2 separate regions of the Gasterosteus aculeatus genome follow, and region 2 is linked to region 1. Evidence: chromatin contacts called from public Hi-C data. All regions are on one chromosome and are shown on one strand. The core of a region is the stretch at or near the end of the contact, and the rest is flanking DNA. Distances in the headings are between cores, read along the strand shown.

Region 1 (4,377 bases), core at 715-3,214:
AGCTGTCTCCCCGGGGCAGGCGGCGTAAAGGGGTGATATGATGAAGAGGGTGAAAGAGAAAGAGAAGAGGAGGAGGGTGGTGGTGGTTGGTGGGGGGGGGGACCTTTGGGGGTCGCCGCCACTGGAGTTGGATTCCTTCACACCAGTTGTTGAAAGCCTCTCTGCACGCGTGGGAACGTGTTTGTGTGTGTGTGTGTGTGTGTGTTGTGCACGGTGTTTCCCGTTCGCCTCGGCTGCCGCATGGACGTGATTGTGTGCTGTGGGGGGGGGGAGTCTTGACCAGGTGTGTTAGATCACATATACGCACCTTCATAGCCAAACACACAGCCGAGGAGATCCGGATAAAGGGATAAAAAAGAAGGACATATATATGTAGACTCTATACATCTTTTTGATGTACTGTCCATGTCCAAGTAACCAATGGCTGTATTATTCTAAGACTTGGGTTGAACTGAGCATGTCTGCTTTGCTACTTGTGTCACATCAACATGGCCAAAGTGGAACACTGTCACTCTGCAGTGGAATTCCTACTGCATTACCATAACTATATTATATAGTTACTGTAAAAGTTTCACTGCTGTCCCAGCTATCAATTATGGGTTTCATGGCCCGCCCCCCTACATTCCTATTGGCTTATGAGCCTATTTTGTAGACATTTTCCACTAATCTATTCTGCGTAATGTTTTTACAAGAATGTGTTCTTAGATGACAAACTATTATTACCAGTACTAATATTTTTGCTTGGACTCCAGTTCTTTGGTTTTACTGGGACCTGCTGAGTGTGTATAAGTTAAGACTGGCTCTGCGTACACGTACACATCAATGTTGACAATTTAGCACAATAAGAACGTATCGGTCGCGGTGGACACGCGGCAGATCATTTCGCTTTGAATGCAGGACTACTTTTAAGAGTTGTCATTACGGCACTTAATCATTTCATGCTTCCCACTACGAATGGGCAACATTGTCATGTATAACACATTACGAAAGGCTGCCTCATCGTCAACAACACATTGTGTCTTTTGATAGGTGTTATGTCACCACTGACACAACACCCCTGAAATGTTTATTGCTGCACATGAGATGCACCCCGTCTGGCCGCGTATGCAACATTATGCAATCTCACTCAACTATTAATATGCAGTATGACACAGAGTGTACTAAATGTACTGAATGAATGGAATGTTCTGGTAACCGGTCCTCCCGTTCATTCCCTCGAGACCTTTCGCATCACCTGGCAGCCGGCCGGCAAAGTTCCCGCCATAGTGTTGGCCGGTTAGCGCTCGCGGCCCTTGAAACGTACATTTGCAGTCCCCTCCACAAGTGCACACTCAGAAATCAAACGCACACGTGCAGAGCGAGTGGGCTCGGAGGTGCCCGCCGTTGTTCTGTGGCTCGCCGAAGCAGCTCCTTCCCGCTCTGATTCCTCCCCGAGGCCACGCCAAGGAACCAGGCGCTTCAGCAGCACCGCCGCCGGGGTCCCACCAACCAAGAGAAAGACGGAGAGACCTCCATCACGGCCACGCCACAGCCATTATGTGCAGATTGAATGGAATCTGATGTGGAGGATGTGGCTGGCTATCTCATTTGCTGTTTATGTAACAGGGGTGGGGGGAGGAAACACAGAATAAAGCCTGTCCGTTCCGGGCCTTTTGTCTATGCAACTTCCCAACGGCTTAATGAGGGTTAAACAGAGCCGTCGCAGACAAGATGACCAAGCTCTTAAGGTTGGTGTGAACAAGAATTCAGTGTAAACACAACCAGGAGGGCCGGCTGTTGTTTTCTAGGAGGCAGCACACAACTATCCATGATAGTAGTGAGTCAGGATTCCAGTGACCCCCCCCCCAAGGGCAATGCTTTGTGTTAGACTGCCCCCTAGTGTTGTTGAGTGTCCTCCGGCTCCTCTTTCACCTCCTCCTCCACCTTTTCCCCCTCCTCTTCTTTCTCGGCTGTCTCTCTAGCCCTTTCTTTGAGCATGAAGTTATCTAAAAGGTATTAGCACCAGGGGAATGAATCCTGAGTGAAACCAGCAGATGTGGAGGTGATAATGAGTCAGAGTCATCCCGTTCTTGGCTCGGGAAGTTTTCCCAGACTTTATATGCTCAGTCAGCTAAATGGATAGAAAAACAAATGCTTGGGGAGTCAGAGCAAGCTGAATGTGTGTGTGCACGTGTGTGTGTTTTAATGGACGCTGAAAGATTGAAAGATCATGGTTGCTGAAGCTCTTGCAGCCCACACAGAATATTAATAATTCCCAGATTTTTAGGTCATTGTCAAACTGATACGTCACTTTCATTTATTCTCTTCCTGTTTTTGTCAGCTTGTGCTTCACTCCCATTTCCACCATCTAGGCCATCAGGACAGTTTTAACAGTGCAAAAGGCGACATTGGAATCTCTGCTGGCCAACATTTATTATTTTCAATTTATTTTTAAGGTTTATTAAACCGGAAATTTGGGCGCTTTGGAAACTGCTGCTGGAGTAAATCAATTTTTTTGAGATATGATCTTTTTTCTTTCTCCCGCCAGAGAGATTTCACTAAATCCTTTCCTCCACTAGATTCGTCTGACAGCTGCAATTCTTACTTTGCAGAGGAGCCTTTAGCACACAGAACCTCAGATGAGCTCATACCGTGCGGTACCAGGCACACATCGGAACTACCCAACATGGCACCACCTACAACTCTGAAATATGGACTTGTAGAGCTTGCTATATATACAACTTTTGACACCACTGGCAATATGGTATTTGAACGTGCAAACCTCAGGCTCAAATGTGGGATTTGTGTTTGGGAAATGATGCGAGGTTCCAGGGTTGTTTGTATTGTCACTGTGAAACAACTGAATGCAGATGGGAGACTCATTAATCTACTTTACAACAAAGCCCACAAAAAGTAAATCAGCTGCGGGTGGCACATCATGTAACCGATGTCATCCATGCTCAGTAGTTGGTTGTAATACCGTGCACTTCCCACGCCACTTGTATGTTTCCAGTCAGGAAAAACTGTCTGAAAAACTTAAAAGAGTCTTTAATTCTTTTTTTGGTTCCCTCCAAAGACGTTGACTTGACCATGTGAGGTCAGTCGATGAGGTCGGGCCTCCTACGACTAGTGAGGGGAAAGTTTCATGTTGAATCATTAATATTTTTTTAAATTGACTAAATGAGAAAACTATGGTTTTATGAAGCTTCGGTTTCCGTAAACCAATCGCGTCAGTGCTGTTTACCGCTAAACGCTGTTCTCCTCTCTGTTGCTGTCAGTTGTCATTTCAGCGAGCACCAGACGCAACCCCCCCCCCCCCCCCCCTGACACCTCCCTCCGCCCCCCCTGACACCTCCAACCAGCAGGGGAATCTGGCATATCGAAAGAGTGGAGCAACTTATTCTCTACCACCACCACCAAATAATACATAATATCAAATTGTTAATCCTATCCTTAATTTAGATATATGAAAATATGCTCGTAATGTGATGTAACTGTTTACCAAACTGAGCCCTGGAAATTGTCCTTTCTACACTTGCCAAAAAAACATTAGTCCATCACGGTCGGCCATGTTTTTTTGTTATGTTTGGCGAACATGGAACATGTGGGGTCGGAATTTTGGGAAAGTCTCAACTGTGAGACCTACTTTGCCTGCACGGCATCTTGAATTACTTCCAAATTGTGTGACGAAGTTTAGCATGGTGTAAAAACTATACAAAAGAAATATTCGGCGATTAGGACCATCCATTATGTCCTGATTTGGATATGTAATCACAGCATATGCCGAACTGAAAATTTGCCCAAATGGAATTAAGACACTCGTTGTGATGATGGAGCAAAAAGTTGCCTATAGCTGTTTTTTTTTGCCAACTCTTCTCCGATGTGATGAAAGACAATAAATATGAATCTAACATGAATATGTGTCAGGAAGCTTTTTGGTTCACATCTCCTGACCTGGAGCAGATCGTCATAAACGGCTATGTGGCACTTTCCCAAACTCATTCATCTCCCTGAGCAAGGCAGCTTTCAGTACAAACCTCAGGCAAACACACGCGCACACACGCACGCACACACACACACATTAACAGTACAGCGTGTGTTTAACTTAGCAGTTAGAAAAGTCCCCCAGTGAGAGGTGTTGATGGATGGATGTCAGATGCAATGACCTGCCTGGGTCTCCTCTATTTCACACAACCACATTAACCGGGTCATCAATCAGTGAGTGTTTGTGTGTGTGTGCGTGTGTGCGTGTGTGCATGTTTTTGAAAAAATACACCATGTGTTGGGCCGCGCCAGCGTTTCCAGCGTGTAGATTGCGAGCATGAATCCATATGTACCGCGGTTGCACTTAACAGGAAGACGCACACATGCACGCACAAACACAAGGAGGGACACGGA
Region 2 (4,377 bases), core at 548-3,047, 100 kb before region 1:
CGCGCTCCAGCGTTCGCTCTGACTTCGACTGTATGTTTATACAAGGTGTTATTTTTCCGCTGTTCAATTTACTGCAGGATTCTTCCCGTTGGACTGCGTTTTTATGCTTCCCTCTACTTTTCCTGGTTATGTAATTAGGAGGACGGCACAATGGACTACTGTCCTGTGTGTGTATGCGTGTGTGTTTGTACACATGAATTTGTGTGTTGCCCTCTCACACAGCCGGACCCTTCTCCTTCCCTGGTAGCCATGTTCCCTGTTACAGTAAAACTGACGTAATGTTTTGGAACATCTTAACGCCCCCCCATAGATGAACGCTTTAACGGAACAGAGCCGTGATGGAGGAGAGCGGTTACTGCGGACGAGGACATGTTGAAGGGATTTTCTCAGCAGCCTCGGCGTGTCTGTTCTTCCCATTAAACTATTTATCACAACTGGCCAAGCAAATAGTCCTGGGGCAGCCCTCAAGACTAATTTTAGGGTTGGTAGTAGTAGATTCCAAGCTCTTATGTCACTTGTTTTTCGCATGTGTCCCCCCCGGCATCACAAACCGTACAGCACTTGAAGAAATATTGAATCATGTCATGGAGAGAAAAATTGTTTATTTAAAAAAAAAGAATGTAGAACTATTCTTTGACTTGAAAAGCTTCATGGTTACTAGTGTCGCAGAACCTGGAAATTTCTGCAGATCCGTGTCGCACAGCGTTTTTACACCCCGCTGTCGGCTCGCTGATGTAAGTCTCGTCCTTCTGCTGCCAGCGCTGCAATCTTTCCACTGTGGGATTTATTCTTCTCAACTTGACAACTCCCAGAGTGCAGCGTAGTAGTTTGACATTTCCATGTGAACATTCTGCCACCCTGCGAACGTTACGTCAGGCCAACTGCAGCGCGTTCTTTGATTAACAAAGAGGAGGGTGACACAAAACACCCACTATGTCTGGGGGCTTCTGCTGTGGCAAAAACAAACGACATAAAAAAAGTCACTTTCTCTACAATCACCGCTAAAGGGGATCCAAATGGGCCTTTAGGCCTGAGCCAGCTGCGGCCAGCAGGGGGAGCCAGAGTCCGTTTGGGCACGCAGTTCCCCTCTTGGCCTCGCGGGGGCAGCGTTGCTCCGCTGCGACACATTTACAAACCGCATTCTTGCAGTCGGGCCTGAGATTGGGGGGGAAAAACAAGTCATGGAGAAACTTCAAGAGTGGCTCAAAAAGAAGATTGTAACCGAAGCGTATCCGCTTTGCGCTCAGCGCGTTAGCTCGTTCTTTTCCAATCGATTTCTGAATCGAGACAAAATCCTATCGATGTTTAGTTTGAATGAGTAGCATAAAAAGGTCACGCGCTGCCGACGGCCATGGACATGTCTCCTCTGCCATGTGTAGTGGACCAGGAATAGGCCGCTGTTGCCCTGTGGAAGTCCACTACGCAACGCGCTCGCTGCTATAAATTGGTGCTTGCACTCTGCCTGGACTCCTCTCCCCTCATACTTGTGGTCTCACCCCATCACAGGGAGGGAGAGGCACAGTTTCCTTCCATTACAAATGCATGTGTCAGCTTCCTAGTGTGGTGGTCCAGAGGTGGAGAAGGGTGGCCTGGCACTGGTCGGTTTTTTCTTTTTTTTCGGGGGGGTCGGAGAAGTTGCCTTTGAGCAAGGCACAACGTGTGACCCAGGGGAGGATGTGCGTACGGTTAATTTGTTCCTGTAGAGCAGCGCGCATGCGCAGTAGACCCCCACCATGTGTTTCTGCATTCTTTCTCAGCGAGTCGGCCGAAGAAGAAGTAGTAACAAAAAAATAAAAGATAAACTTCCACAAAATTGGTTGTGTGATTAAAAGTGTGTGTGTGTGTGCGGGAAGGGAGAGGGGGGGGGGGGGGGGGTGCTGGGGTTGGATTTCAAGGCGTGGTGAAGGAGAATAGGCGGCCAACCGGTGAGAGGAGCTTTTCTCCGGGAGGGGGGGAAGAGGCGGCTCCTCGCAAAACTTCGCACCGACTTCAGCTCGCCCCTCCCCGGCCGCCGCCAGGCATTTATACCCACGCAAAAAGGCTGCAGCGCACAGTGAAGCACTCTGGCTCCGCGCTTCTCGAGGGGAGGACATAAAGCCACCTCCGACCCCACAGCACCAAACCAACCCCCCTGCTGGTTGTTGGTTTTTTTTGTGTGTTTCTTCTTATCCTCCTCCAAACTTCTGCGGACTTAAAAACTGCACACGAACTTTTTAACGGCAACTTTTTCCCTCAACCAAAACCAGTCGTGGCACAAACTACCGCTTCCGCACGCCGCGTTCAGGGACCCCGCTCGGTCCTCCATGAAAGAGGGAGTGCGGCAGCACGCTTGGGGAAACGAGATGTCTGCGACCGTCTTGTCCGCGTTCTACGACATGGACTTGCTCTACAAGGTAAAGCTCGGGCGCGTTACCGGGGGGCGCGGGCGCGCGCGCTGCATCAACGCCGCAAAGTTGTTCGACTGCATCAACTTGTTGCGGCGTCATGTGGTGGAAACATTGTGTCAATTTGCTGCCAGCCGTGCACTGCTAACTTGTGTCTTTCTCTCCCGTACAGCAAGATAAAAGCATGAACATGAACGCCCTCCACATCAACAGCATGCTGGACAAGAAAGCCGTCGGGGCCCCGGTCACGTCTCCGGGCTCCGGCCCTTTCTCTCCGGGATTTTTCCGCAGAAACTCAACCAGCAACTTGGAGGCGCTGAACAACGGCAACAAGTACTCGATGGGCTCCTACGGCAGCCTGAAGGAGAACACGCCGAACGGCGGCGGCAGCAGCAGCAGCAGCGCCGCCACGGCCCTCATGAACAAGGAGAACAAGTTCCGCGACCGCGCGTACAGCGACAACGGGGACCGGGGCGTGCTGCAGCAGAAGCCCGGCTCTCAGATCAACTCCACCCGCTACAAGACCGAGCTGTGCCGGCCCTTCGAGGAGAACGGCTCGTGCAAGTACGGGGAGAAGTGCCAGTTCGCTCACGGCTACCACGAGCTGCGGAGCTTGTCCCGCCACCCGAAGTACAAAACCGAGCCGTGCCGCACCTTCCACACCATCGGCTTCTGCCCGTACGGCCCCCGGTGTCACTTTATCCACAACGCCGACGAGCGGCGGCCCGCGCCGGCCACCAACGCCAACATGCAGCTGGGCGAGTCCCGCTCGGTCCGCGACCTGTGCAGCTACGGCCAGCGGGACTCGCTGCCGCCGCAGCTCGGCTACACCCAGAGGGACAGACCAAAGCTTCACCACAGCCTCAGCTTCTCCGGCTTCTCCACCCACCACGGGCTCGAGTCTCCCCTGCTCGACAGCCCCATGTCCCGGACCCCGCCGCCGGCCACCGCCTCCTCCTCCTGCACCTCCACCTCGAGCTTCTACGAGGACGTGCTCTCTCCCAACTCCCTGTCCTGCATCAACAGTGCCTTCGCCTTCCCCGGGCAGGACCTAAAAGCCCTGCTGGCCCCGCTGGCCGTGCACACCCCGAGCGGGTACGCCAACAACCACTCCGCCGGCGCCTACTACGGGAACGCGCAGGGCAGCGCGTGCCCGCCCTCCCCGCCGACGTACAACATGAGCCACTTGCAGGCGCTGCGCCGCCTCAGCGAGTCGCCGGTGTTCGAGCCTCCTCCCAGCCCGCCCGACTCGCTCTCCGACCGGGAGAGCTACGCGAGCGGGTCCCTCAGCTCTTCCGGGAGCCTCAGCGGCTCCGAGTCCCCGAGTCTGGACGCTGGAAGGCGGTTGCCAATCTTCAGCAGGCTGTCGATTTCAGATGACTAATCGTTATACATATATTTTTTTTCTTTGTGTTTTTCTTGCATATGGATTTATGGACTGGTCTGGCAGGGTTGGTCTGTGAGTGACGTAGGCTGTCCTCCAAGCAGAGGACTCCGGTTAAGCAACCGCCCTGCCGAAGTGCCTTTGAGTAAGACATTGAATCCCTAACCTGACCTCCCTGGAGGGGGGGCAAGAGTAGAGAACTGCGCCCGCAGGGATCAGTACAGCATCAGACATTTAAGTGTCCTTGGCCTGGCATTAGTTTAGCTTTTGTTTTTTTCCTTCTTCATGTATGTAATATAGCTGTATTAAAACGTAGATAGCAAACAGAAGGCATTCCATCAGTGCCTTGCCCGAGGGCTTCATGGCAGCCCCCCCCCCCCCCCTCTCCCCTGTTTTTGCTCTATCAGGCAGGCCCCACTGTTTTCCTGGGATTAGATGTGTGGGTTAACATGACTTGACAAGAAGAAGAGACTGTTGGCGGTTTTCAGATTTCCTCCCTTCCTGCCAAGAATATGCCTTGACTCAAAGTAACATGTGTTTTTTTTCCTTCTTTTTATCAAAGTGTTTCTTCTTTTCTGAAAGCTTCAACTTCCATTCCAGATATGTCCT

The links. A called contact is a pair of places that touch in the nucleus more often than the background predicts.
Region 2: a contact with region 1 is called in a Hi-C map of skeletal muscle, with 11 times the contacts expected there. The contact joins the promoter of zfp36l2 here to the enhancer-like site in region 1. A contact is called at or near these places in 5 of 6 Hi-C or Micro-C datasets (liver, skeletal muscle, tail fin and 1 more).

The regions. Positions count from the first base shown.
Region 1 is chr6:6,266,543-6,270,919 of fGasAcu3.hap1.1, reverse strand. The region is part of intron 1 of LOC144409417 (a long non-coding RNA gene); the gene reads left to right. Among protein-coding and RNA genes, the nearest start is that of LOC144409416, 4.2 kb to the left of the region's middle. Within about 2 kb of position 1,964, at least 2 of the 9 cell types and tissues checked have open chromatin away from gene starts, as enhancers often do.
Region 2 is chr6:6,368,184-6,372,560 of fGasAcu3.hap1.1, reverse strand. It overlaps zfp36l2 (zinc finger protein 36, C3H type-like 2), which reads left to right and starts at 1,797. Exons shown (of 2, transcript XM_040179111.2): 1 at 1,797-2,393; 2 at 2,557-4,377. The coding sequence starts at 2,304. The coding sequence ends at 3,768.